2 separate regions of the Hordeum vulgare genome follow, and region 1 is linked to region 2. A link is a contact called in public Hi-C data. All regions are on one chromosome and are shown on one strand. Each heading gives the region's core, a stretch centred on a gene start, on an enhancer-like site or on the middle of the called end of the contact. The rest is flanking DNA. Distances are from core to core; before and after follow the strand shown. Region 1 holds the start of LOC123413030 (C2 and GRAM domain-containing protein At1g03370). Region 2 holds the start of LOC123411853 (nucleotide-sugar uncharacterized transporter 2).

The links. Hi-C and Micro-C count contacts between places; a contact is called where the count stands out from the background.
Region 1: a contact with region 2 is called in a Hi-C map of seedling, with 2.4 times the contacts expected there. The contact joins the promoter of LOC123413030 here to the promoter of LOC123411853 in region 2. A contact is called at or near these places in 1 of 6 Hi-C or Micro-C datasets (seedling) and 1 of 1 datasets of contacts at active chromatin or transcription factors (embryo).

What each region holds. Positions count from the first base shown.
Region 1 is chr7H:131,641,029-131,647,014 of MorexV3_pseudomolecules_assembly, forward strand. LOC123413030 (C2 and GRAM domain-containing protein At1g03370) reads left to right here and starts at 4,273. Exons shown (of 9, transcript XM_045105975.1): 1 at 4,273-5,371. The coding sequence starts at 5,023.
Region 2 is chr7H:131,069,805-131,076,599 of MorexV3_pseudomolecules_assembly, forward strand. It overlaps LOC123411853 (nucleotide-sugar uncharacterized transporter 2), which reads right to left and starts at 2,301. Exons shown (of 7, transcript XM_045104812.1): 1 at 2,012-2,301; 2 at 570-721; 3 at 240-448; 4 at 39-132. The coding sequence starts at 2,090.

The sequences.
Region 1 (5,986 bases), core at 3,023-5,522, 570 kb after region 2:
GTTCACAGCCAAAAAGTTCAGCATACAAGGTGGTGTTTTCTTGAGCCTCGCCGAAACAGAACAATTCACTTTTATGAAAATTAATCTTAAGACCCGAAAGTTGCTCGAATGCTGACAAAATCAGCTTTAAGTTACGAGCTTTTTCGATGTCATGTTCCATAAAAAGAATTGTGTCATCGGCATATTGAAGAATCGATAAACCACCATCGACTAGATGTGGAATCACACCTTCAATTTGGCCCACAACTTTTGCGCGTTCGATCAAGATGGCCAACATATCAGCCACTATATTAAATAGCATTGGTGATAACGGGTCACCTTGTCTAAGACCTTTTTTCGTTTGGAAGAATTTGTCAGTATCATCATTGACTTTGATGGCTACACTTCCTCCCGAAACAAAGCTATATATTAACGCTCTCCTCTCAGAAGAAAAACCTTTCATGTTGAGTGTTTGTTGAAGAAAAGACCAATTGACTTTATCATAGGCTTTCTCAATATCTATTTCAAGAATTACCCCATTCAGCCTTTTCCTATGTAGTTCGTGAACTGTTTCATGTAAGATCGCCACCCCATCCAGGATATTATGACCTTGCATAAAATTCGTATGATACGGACGAACCACATGATCTGCCACACTGTTCAATCGAATCGTAGCGATTTTGGTAAATATTTTAAAACTAACGTTAAGGAGGCATATAGGTCTGTATTGTTGAATCCTTTCAGCCTCATTAAACTTAGGTAATAAAATTATCTCACGAAAATTGAGACGAAACAACTCTAGCTGTCCATCATGAAGACATGCGAACAATTGTCATAAATCAGACTTGATGACATCCCAAAAAATCTGATAAAACTCAGTCGGGAAGCCATTAGGTCCAGGTGCTTTATTATGTTTCATTTGGAAAACTGCCTTTCTCACCTCATCCTTTGAGTAGAGTTTAGTACGTAAGTTATTTTCCTCATTTGAAACCTGGGGTATATCCTCTGTTCGAGACTCACCCAGTGTGAAGTTGCCTTCCTCCGGGGCTCCGAACAGGCCTTTATAATAATTTGTAATGTACGACTTTAGTTGTTCATGGCCCTAGATCGTTCCCTCCTCCTGGACTAGAGAATGAATACAATTTTTCCCGTGTCTGCCATTGGCAATACCATGGAAAAAGCGGGTATTCGAGTCTCCTTCTAGGATAAATTGGTATTTGGATCTTTGATACCATTTTAACTCCTCCTCACACGGAAGTATCGCTATCTGTGCATTCGATTGGCTCTTTAACTCAATCTCTTGCGTAGATAACAAACAAACTTCTGCTAATGCCTCTAAAGCATCAATGATCGAGGATAGCCGTTCCTTTTCTTTTTTAAGTAAACCGGTGGTATGGCGAGCCTATGAGGTGCGCGCGTAAAGCACGCATCTTATTGTTCCACCTCTGGATTGGCGTGTCACCAGCCACCGGTCTTTCCCAAATTTTGTTAACCATCTCATGGAACCCCTCACGATGTAACCACCCAAGTTCAAACTTGAAACATGGTTTACATTGTGGTCTAGGCATGCCAGCGATCAATAGAATGGGAGCATGGTCCGACAATCCCGCTCAAGAGCATGTACTGACACCAGTGGGAACTTAGATTCCCAATCAGTATCCATCAGTACACTGTCTAGCTTTTTGTATGTGGGTTCAGGGGGAGAATTAGCCCAAGTGAACTATCTCCCGACCATTGTAATTTCTCTTAAGTTGAAGCTGTCAATGACTGCATTGAACAAAAGAGGCCAACGGCTGTCGAACCGTCCGCTACTTTTCTCAAATGGAAACCTAAGCAAATTGAAATCCCCTCCAATGATGAGAGGATGAGGGTTATCTTTTGCCAAGTTTAACATTTCACAGGCTCTAATGATCAGAGGATGAGGGTTATCATCCGTGACCATGGAGACGGACATGACCGTTGGCGACGACATCAGCGAAGGCGAGCGAGAAGGACTAACAAGGAGAGTTAGGCAGTTGCGCGGCAACATGGGAAATGAAGGAGGGAGCTGGGAGAAGTTGGGTCGATCGATTTGATTCCGATTTGAGATGGCTTCGCCTTTGGACATAGTCGACATGGCGAACTTGTCCATTCGCGTCCAGGCTTCCTCGTATTTATCTTAGATATTGATTGAACATGAAAAGTGTTGGTCAGTCCGGACATTTTAAATTTAACCAAACACTATGAATACGAGGACAACACTTTCAGCTTGGAAAAAAAGACAATAATAATAATGCTTTTTATAGAAAGAACACAATAAGCGTAGTACTTCCTTCGTAAACTAATATAAGAGCATTTAGAACACTATTTTAGTAATCTAATTGCTTTTATATTAACTAGTACAAATGCATGTGCGTTGCACCGGGCTAGAAAAAGTTGCAGAACCTATTTGTTTTGCCATTAAATGTTAAATGTAAATTAAGACATCTATAGCATCACTTCTAACCCTTGTTTCGATTAATTGTTTAAAGTCCGTGTCATGAGATTCATGTCATTGGTTAAATGTTGGACATATATCAGGAACGGGATGCTAGAATACGGAAATATAGCGAAACCTCAATTCTCGCCGTGTGCGTATGACACATCATGGGTGGCTATGGTGCCATCGCCGGACTTCAATCCTCAGGCTCCATGCTTCCCTCGGTGTGTTGAATGGATATTGCAAAATCAACACTCTGGTGAGTCTTGGGGTATCAACGTATTTGGATCCGGCGAAATGGAACGCCTTTCTCTCCGCGTGAAGCCTGCCGGCCTCCTCTTTCCCTTGATGCGTCCCCGGCCTCGCCGTGCTCCGGCCCGGCCATCCCCGTCGTCGCGCCGCCCCTGCCCGCTAGCCTCCCGCCCCGCCCCCTGGCCATCCCCGTCGCCGCATCGCCATGCTCGTCACGCCCGACCCTCTCCGCCTCAGCGCGTCGTCGCTAGTCCGTCTCTGGCCCGTCGCCTCCAAGCGACGTCGTCAGGCAGTCGCCGGCCCATCGCCTCCTCGCCCGTCGGATCCTGGACCTGACGAAGCGGCGGCAGAAGGCCTCGAGGTCCTCCTCCTTTGGGCGCAGACTCGTGTGTGGGGAAGAGGAAGGGGATGTGGCGTGATGTGTTTGTTTAATGGACTACAGATTGAATTCCGAAAACTACAGAGGCGTTTCTACAAAAACGAAACGTTTTTCAGTTGAAGTGGTAGTAGTGGTGGCAGTGGTGGCGCAGAATTGGAGAAAGAAAAAGAGGAAAGCTGTCCAAAGAATGTGAACGTAAGTATCCGATGTTGTCTCTCTAGTTTGACATCTCTTCTTTTCCTGATAACTTAATCTCTTGCAGCCCAACAAAGAAGAAGATGGTAAAATGAGAACAACGGCAGCAAATGTCGCTGCTCGGCAGGCAGTTGGAGGAAGTGATATGTTTTCAAAGTGGCAGCTGATGGTCGAACAAGCTAAGCAGAAGCGGGCACCAGCTCCAAGACCATCCCATGTATCTGGAAAAGGGTCGGCAGAACGCAGTGAAACGAAGCCAAAAAAATCACCCCAACCCACGCACCCCTAACTCACCCCAACCTCCACACCTTATCCTCTCACCTCCCACACATCCTGAGCCACCACCCACCACCTCCACGTTCTTCCTCCTCCACCCACCCTCCCAGTCCCGACCATGTCTCCCGCCCCATCCACCACCCAGCGCCCCCCGCCACCGGCCACCACCACGCGCCGCCCGCCTCTGCCACCACGGAGCAGATGCGATGTCGCTGCTGTTGCGGCCCGTCGTGCTGCCCATGTGTGCTGCGAAGAGCGGCGGTGGAGCAACAACGACAAGTGGTGGGAGAGGAACAAGCAAAGCCTGACGCACCAGCGGGGCGGGAGCGGGGGGCGAGGAGGTGGTGGGGCCCTAGACCAGGTGTTGGGCGTGCTCCGCCGCGACGGCGAGTTCCTCCAGGCCGCGGTCGGCGGCTCGCTAAGCGATGTCCTCTCGCTCCACTTCATCGAGAAGAAGCAGCAGCAGCGGAAGCGGCCGAAACCTAAGCACTTTAATGGACCGCGGGTTGAATTCCGAAAATTACAGAGGCATTTCTATAAAAACAAAACGTTTTTCTGTTTGTATCACTTAAAAACGTACCGCGGGTTGAATACCGAAAAATTTAAGGGTACTTAAAAATGCCGCGACGGACGACAGAAGCACTGCGTTACAGAGGGAGTAAAGGCTACACTTTATGGGCTCCTTTTTGCATACCTGTGATGATGGTCGTGGTAAAACGGGCGTGATGGAGGGGGCAGAAAGGAGGGCGATGCGCGCACGACCTCACCGGCGGCTGCGGGGGGCTGTGCGGTAGTTTGAAAGTCAGCAGCAGAGGGAGGGAGGGAGGCGACGCGGGCAGTGAAGTCACTCCTTTTCTCCAAAATCCCTCCCTCGTTTTCCATCTCCTCTTCTCCCTCCCCAAAGTCTTCAATGCCCCAAACCCAACGCCCATTCTCCCTCCCTTCCTCCCCCAAGAAATCCTCCTCCCCCCGCCGCCGGGACCCCACCCCGCTCTCCGCCAAGCCAAGCCCGCCCCTACTCGACTCGCCGTCCGTCTTCTCCCAGTCCGTGCGGCGCTCACCGCCGTCTCTTTTCTTGGATTTTCTTCCCCCTGGTCCTTCGGTTCGGGGGATTCCCTTCCTTTTTGTTGCTTCATTCTGGAAAGCGCCCCGTCGTTGTCCCCGGATTCGCCGCGCTTCAATCTGGATTTGTTTGATTCGTTTTGCTCGCTTGCTTGCTTGGCTCGGAGCTTCATGTGGTCTCAGCTCTCTCCCGCGCTTCCCCGACCCAGCAAGCGAGCGACTTCTTCTGCTACTTCTCGCTGATTTCTGATTCGGTCCCAGACGCCACCATGATTTCCTTCTGAATTCCTTCCAAAAAAAGAAGCTGCTTTCAGTCTGAATTGGAAAGAAAAAAAGTTTCTTGAAGCTTCTTGATTTGATTTGAACCACGCAGACCGCCCAAATCAATCAATCTTGACAACAACCATAAAAAGAGGAGGAAATGAGGCTTGTGGTGCATGTCATCGAGGCCCGCAACCTCCCGGCGGCGGAGGCGCAGGGGCAGGGCGACCCGTACGCCAAGCTGCAGCTGGGGAGGCAGCGGGCCAAGACCAAGGTGATCAGGAAGTCGGCCAACCCCGTGTGGGACGAGGAGTTCGCCTTCCGGGTCGGGGACCTCAAGGAGGAGCTCCTCATACGCGTCACCGACGAGGACAAGTACTTCTCCGACGACTTCCTCGGCCAGCTCAGGGTGCCCCTCTCCGCCGTACTCGACGCCGACAACCGCTCCCTCGGCACGCACTGGTACCCGCTGCAGCCCAAGAGCAAGAAGTCCAAGATCAGAGATTGTGGTAACCATCTTCCTTCCACACATCATTTTCTTTCCCTATTCTTTTCTTAGTTAAATAGTTGTTCCATGATGATGATAATGTGGTCTTGTTGTTTTCCTGAATTCGTGTTAGTTGGACAGTGACCGATCCAGCGTTGTGATAGATGGGGTTGTGCTAGTTTAACCCTCCTTTCTGCATCCTCTTTTCGCCAACAGCTTCTCTCCGTAACCTTTCCACGCATCATGTTGTTCATATTCTTTTCTTAGTTAATTGTGTGCTCATCTGAAATCTCGCAAGCAACAGGTTATGAGTTCAAATCTGGCAAATTATAGGGAAAGTTCATACGGATGTCCCGCCAGCCGCGGTTGCTATGAATCAATCTATAGTTGGTTCCTGAGGAGCAGGGTGCCACACCGTTGGGCTATGAAACAGTTAGCAGTTCCTTATCACTTCTGGGAATATATTACTTCCCAGATTATCCAAAACTTCTGACATAATCAACACAGTAGTGGATGTATACCTGTCATAGCTTTACTGCCTTTTTTTTAACTTATCCTTAGCTTCCAACCCACTATCAGCTGTTTAACCCTTGAATGATGTAATTTAACGACTCAAACTATTAGGAATTATAAGAAA
Region 2 (6,795 bases), core at 1,051-3,550:
GAACAGTATATGAAGCTTAAATTTTCTAATAAATGTACCTTTCGAAAGGAGACACTTTTCTTGAGAAGAATAAATTCTGCTGCAACTATGGTTGGAGTTACAGCTATCTTAGCCATTTGATAAAACCCTACACTGAAGTTAGAGAACAGTGAGCAGAATATGAGAAAAATCGATTGGCCACAACTTTAAGGTAGTATTTTTGCATTTGTTGAACAGGGAGACTTCATTATTGATCTCACCTATTATGCTTTAAGCTGATATTAGCAAGTCCGGTGGAAAAAGACATCACAGCACCCAAAGCGAATAATGAGGAGAAAGGAGTGGATTTTGAAGGAGGGGCGATGGGCATCAAGTATAATGCCCTCAGGATGGCCATGAGGACCCAGGCAGCTATGTAATGAATTAGTGACAGTGCAACTGGGAAGTTAAAGCCAACCCTACCCATCACCTGCAAAATAAAACATATCATCTAAAAACTAAATGCAGAGACTAGCAGAAAAATAATAACTGAAAGAAAACTAAATAAGAGATGCCATGAAGTGTAAGAAAACTGAAAAGACAACACGCACCATCTTGTTTGCCATGATGATCCCAACAGAAACCACAAAGTTGAATGTTAGCGCAACACCCGGGCCACAAAACCTCTGCTGCTGCCGCTTAGCCCCTTCCGAAGTATGGAATTCATTGTAGAGAGAACCTCTCAGCTCCTCCATTGCCCGGCCTGGGAGGCCATAAAAGTGAAACCAAGAGTGCAAAGCTCAGTTTTGGTCAATCAAAAAGTGATGCAGATTAAGATTTATTTCATGCCACCAAAGCATACTTTGAAATGCATTTTTTCACCAAAAATAAAATCATGACAACTAGGGCAATAGGGGAAATAGCAATATCAAACATGGCAAGTGGCATCACAGTTAGTTTGCCTCCACTAAGAATGACTTCTTTCAGTAGATAATGCCCACAAGTGAACGTTACTTTTCAGATTCGACGCTCTTCATGCCAACAAAGAATTCAACTTTTTCTACGGGTAGCCAATGAAGAGGTAGCCAATGAAGAGCTGACCAGAATCAAAGTTCAGAAAGGAGCTGAACTAACTGATTTTCCCTGTGCATTATGCATAACTAGGAATAAAACAAAAAAGGAGTTACACACAAGTGTGCCCAATCATACCAAGCTAGTGTCCTTGCCATGGAATCTAAACACCCACAAGACGAGAGCACCATTCAACGCATAAATCGCCACAACTCACATGCCAAGGCTGCCATCAATTTGCAATCGCTGGAAACAGTCCCATCACTTCATGAGAGAGGGTGCACAGAAGCATATTCACTGATTTGGGGATCAGGAAGTAGGAACAAATATTACTCCAATTTATCCCACAAGAGCAAGAGAATGAACAAACCCACAAGTGAGCTTAAGGCCGTAAGCATGCTGTTGCTTCGCCCTATCCACATCATACCCAAACGAACTGAAGAGCCTGTTAGAGCCTAATGAGGTATGCATTAGTTAATTTTCTTTGTACATTTCCTATTAAAAACTAAATCAGCACCTGGTGAGCAGATAACCGGGAAAAGGTCAGTTTGATATCGGCCAAAATGAGAATAACCAACTGGAAATGGCCGGTTTCCTATATTGTTTGTATTTTGTAGGATTCGCTGGTACAACCTCAGCAAGCTTAACAAAACTAGGGCAATACAATTTTGAAGAAAGCAGTTTTGCCACGTGTACAAGTAATTCAATGTGGAAAAGATGCGATTTTCACGCCATTTATACGTACCAATGAAGAAGCTTAAAAAATAGATTGGCCGTAAAGATGCAGAACAGCAAGGACCGCCTCCGTGCACTCAAAACTCAAATCTTTATAACTGCTCGAAAGAGGAGTGGAGTTGAAGTAAGCCGAGAAACCACATTGCTGCTAACGACCTTCCATCTCTGATCTCGCCTCCCCAAAAGGCGCACAGCGAGCAACAAGAGAGCTAGAGCAGAAAAGAAGGCCGCGGGAGGGGGCACTGACCAGCCTCGCCGGCGTCGCTGTCCTTGCGCTTGATGAAGCGCCGGCCGCCGCCGCGCAGGATGAACTCCCATACTCCCATTGCCGCCGCCGCATCAGCCGGCAGGCTCCCACGGCCCGGCCGCTCCAACCGGCGCCGCGGCTCGATTCGTCCGGCTCCGGAGGAGCGAGGCGCAGGTCTGGGCTATTCCAAGCTGCAGAGAGATGGGAACAGGGGGTGGTGGCCGGTAGGCGAGTTCGGGAGATGCGGAACCTGGGAAAGCTACCGTAGTTCAATGAGGTCTTCTTTTACGCAGACGGTAGGATTGCAGTTTAACCAGGAGATTTATAACTCTGACTAGCCCGTGCTTTGCCACGGAATAGCAAATAATATATACACATAAATAAAACTTTTTAGTAGACATTTATATCTCCTTAATCAACATCTTCTCATCAGATACTTCTTTCGTCACAGTATAGTGGGTGTTTATCACAGGGCTTTCAAACCTAGATGTTTTTCTATTGGTAGAAAAAATCGAGCCGATGAGCTGTAAAAGCGCCTAATTAACCTCAAAACTGACGCATTAGTAACCCCGCGTTCACTAAACAAGCGGCTTCCTCGCATGCATTGGTGGAGACGGTTTTCAAAACACCCCAATTAATACGCTAATTAATGCCATGCGCCTTATTTGCTTCTAATTGTGAAAAATTATCGTTTTGGAGATACACCCAATATAGTGTGATGGAGGGAGTACTTAAAGCAACTCTAGCAGACCCCACATCCGCCGGCCCGCAAAACGTGTTTGCAGTTCGCGCGAAACCACTTTTGCGGGCCGGCGCGGGGTGGCACAGATGCAGACCCCCAAACGGATCCGTAAAAAAGTATATTCGTGGAATATGCTTTTTTACGGGTCGGCTTCTGCTCGGGCTCCACCGCGACGACCCGCAAACAAAAAACTGCAAATCTCGCATTTGACATAGGGTTTGGCAAACAAGTTCAAGTTCAAACGAAATAAACAGTTTGTGCGCAAATAAAAGCGAAGTTCATTACGCAAAAGAGGGCATGCAAAGGTTTGCGCCCATGTCCGCCATCCGTTTCATTGTAGTTGAATGGCTCGAAAGAGGCTTGATCTATGTCAACTGCGTTCGTGTCCAACATGTTCATGAACTCGTTTGTTGCATTGTTCGAACCACTGCTATAGCGAACGATAACAAGTCACGAGCTATCAAGACTAATGGCGAAAAATGAAAAGGAATCGCCAAGACCGAAGAGGCATACCTTCTGGCCATTTCGTCGAACACCTCGGCCGCGGGGGGAGCGGAATTGTTCAACGGCATCGCCAGAGCACCTCTTTGCGGGGGGGGGGGGGGGTGAAGTCAGAGGTTGAATAAGGTGGCTTCCTTGAAGCCGGAACCTTCCTCCGCTTTACGGCAGCGGCCTTGTCGGCCTTCTACGCCGCCGGCCGGGATCACACTGCGGCGTTGGCGCCCGGAGCGCGGGCCGTCGCGGCGGGGGCAGCCGGATTCCCGCCCTGCACGACCACGATGCCCTGCCTCTTTCGGGAAGGCGCGGCTTGTGCTCGGGCGATGGTGGCGGGGGCAACATGGCCGGCGACGAGATCCGCCCGAGGGGAAGGAGCATGCGCGACCTCCACGATGACGGGGATAGCATGGGGTCCTCCATGACGGCGAGGAACGGCTGGGGAGGAGGAACCGGAGCTTGCGGAGGGGGCAATGGTGGCGGAGGGTGCGGGGAGCGGGGAAAGGGCGCGCGGAAATGTTCCTCCCGCCAAATCTCGCGCCGGATAGGGGTTCAGCTTGGGTCGGCCTCCCAGCCCATGAAGATGGAGGTTGGGGGAGAAGATTTGCCGCGCCCCGCAAAAAATAATGCGGGTCGGCGCGGGATGCGGGGTCTGCTCGTGCGGATTTTCCGGCCCCGACCCGCAATTTGGCGGTTATTTTGTGGGTCGGGGCGGGATGCGGGGTCTGCTAGAGTTGAATAGGGATGCAAATGGCACTACTTTATCCTAGCTTGTTTTTTGTCAACAAATAAGGGTTAGTTCTTTTGATAGTTTTTAGAATAAACAAAAATAAGTTGTCCCCTACCCAGCTTATTCTAGAAGCCCAATCAAACATATTATTTTAGAAACCTACTCCCTCTGTAAACTAATGTAAGAGCATTTAGATCATTATTTTAGTGATCAAACCCCTCTTATATTAGTTTACCGAAGGAGTACTAATTAAGACTTGATTACTATGCTTCTAAAATAATATTTTTAGGTGGGCTTCTAGAATAAACTGGGTAGGGGACAACTTATTCTAAAAGCCCAAAAAAGCTACCAAAAGAACTGGCCGTAAGATGGAACCAACGAAATATTTATATCCAAGCACAAAATAATGCAAACTGCACCTCACAAATTTACAAAAAATATGAAGTATAATACATCATAAGTGGTACATACTATCGTATCAAACAATTAGAACTAATATTAAATCGATCATTAATGCTTGGTTTTTCCTCAGTATCTTCAAAGGGAAAAGAGACTGATAGATAATCCTAATTTTGAGCTAGCTCTGTATCTCATCTCAATATAATGGGAGGTGGGAAGCAAAAAAAGAAGGCCAGTTATTCTCCATGATGTAATACCATTATACCAGCTACAAAATCAACAACATAGTTTACATTCCAGGATAAAAATTATGTCGAAACCTACATTCATTATTCTGATACATCATGCATTCAACTACTATTTCACTACCGTTGTTCTCAATTTGCGCCCATCCACCTAAAGCCATGGTTGCAAGCATGTATCCCATGGAGGTTGCAGTCGCCAGCCACACCATGACGAATATTGGCCATTTTTAACTCGTGCCTAAAAAATATCCACCAGCATCCCTTCAATCACAACTTAGCTATAGAAAATGAGTAGCAAAAGGGGGTTCAAAATTTTCCCTTGCCCCACATTGTACATGACAAGGAAGTTGACATGGTGTGCAAAATTTTGCAGGATACTAAATGTTGAATGTGGAACTATAACTAACTTCACTATATAGAAGTTGTCAAGTATCTTTGCTCGAGTCATTTCTCTAAGAAGGAAAGGTTAAAACCAGAAGTTTAATTTCACAGAAGTTTCTAGAAATAAGCAATGTGAATATACTACCTCACTCTAACATACGAACAATGCATTTCTTTTCTTCAGATTATATTTTACAAACTTACATAAGATGGTAAGCGGCAGCTCTGCTTTATAATGATCATGTTGTTGCTACGTTTCACAAGTGTACCTTTGGCAATATTAAACAGATTACCTTCCTTCTGAAAATAATATGGCCATCACATGATATTCTATGCACGTGTCTCTGAATGCAAATACGTAGATATTTGATGCCTTTGTACCTCGATGACGTAAATCCAATTTTGGAAAACAAACAGTGAAATTTGAGTTTTTATGTTTTAGTAGTCATGAACCAAAGTACCTTTCAATCAGTAAAACTGAAATTAAATATCATGTTTATCAAAATCACCTCCATTTACAACTTGTGGACTTCTCCTTCATTGCTATTCTTGACCCTTGTCTGCGCAAGCATCATTGAAGAATTTTCAGAAGCATGAACAAAAGAAACGAAATATGTGCTTATGCCTTATATCTTCTAGGCTGGAAGTGGGGGAAACCTGCAGATCAAACACTAAGAGTATAAGAAGATAAATAGAGACATGAAGAAAAAGGGAAAAGGAAAAAGAAGGTATAGAAGCTTCACATCCAGGTTTTCAAGATAGTGGCTTTGAAATGTGTCCATTAGTATTTCAGTAGAGCAACTTGCAGTACTCACATACGAAAACTGCTAATAATATAAAATGATAGTAACAATAAAAGTAATTAAGACATATTTTTTCTTTCTCCTCACTTAATGGCAATGATGTGAAATAAGGCTCAAACTGTTGACACATATTTTAGGTGAGAAGGTAAACTCATGAGTATAGCTATCAAGAAGATGGATAGTTCTTGAAGGCAACTACAAACAATTAATTGTATAGTTGAATGCCCATGCGTTGCCACGAAATAACACAATAATCTTACTCTCATAATATGTTTGGTAGTGGTACTTGAATGTGCTTATGCATTTTATTGGATGGAAAACATGGCTTATATTAAAGAGAAAAGGAGACCACATTCAAAAAGGAGGGCAATGCAAGTAACTACAAAAACAAAAGGCATACATAAGTCTTTGTTCTTGTAAATCGTCAAACGTAGTAAACACTTCGGTTGTGGAAAAATCTAAGGAAACTACACCGTTTAATTGTAGAATGACATCTTTCTTCACAGATATGTATTCCTAAATATCTTATGATACGAACAATATGTACTAAAAAATCTTATAAGATACCACCATATTGGACTTGCAAAAGGATTGCTTTCACTTACATATTTCTTTAGATATTTCCCTATACAGCCGATTCATCACAAACATTTATGATGGTCTGGAGAAGCACAATCGCATAATTCTTCTTTCATGATCCTCAAGGAGAGACATCAGAGGTGGCAATGTTACAATTGGACAAAGGCGGTCAGGGCAGTGCCAAAACCCCCTCAATCTAGACCCACTTCCATGTCCGGGATGAGGACGACCACTAGATCTATCCTGACTTCACAGCTTGAGCAGCGAAATTTCCTTCCATGCACTTTCGACCCAAACAAAGTTCTAATCATTACAAAGAGCTTGGCTAATAAAAAACTCCTAACTCGATTTTAAGAAATAAGACATCCGACTAAAATAAAATAAAAAACAATCAGATAAACAGAGAGTTT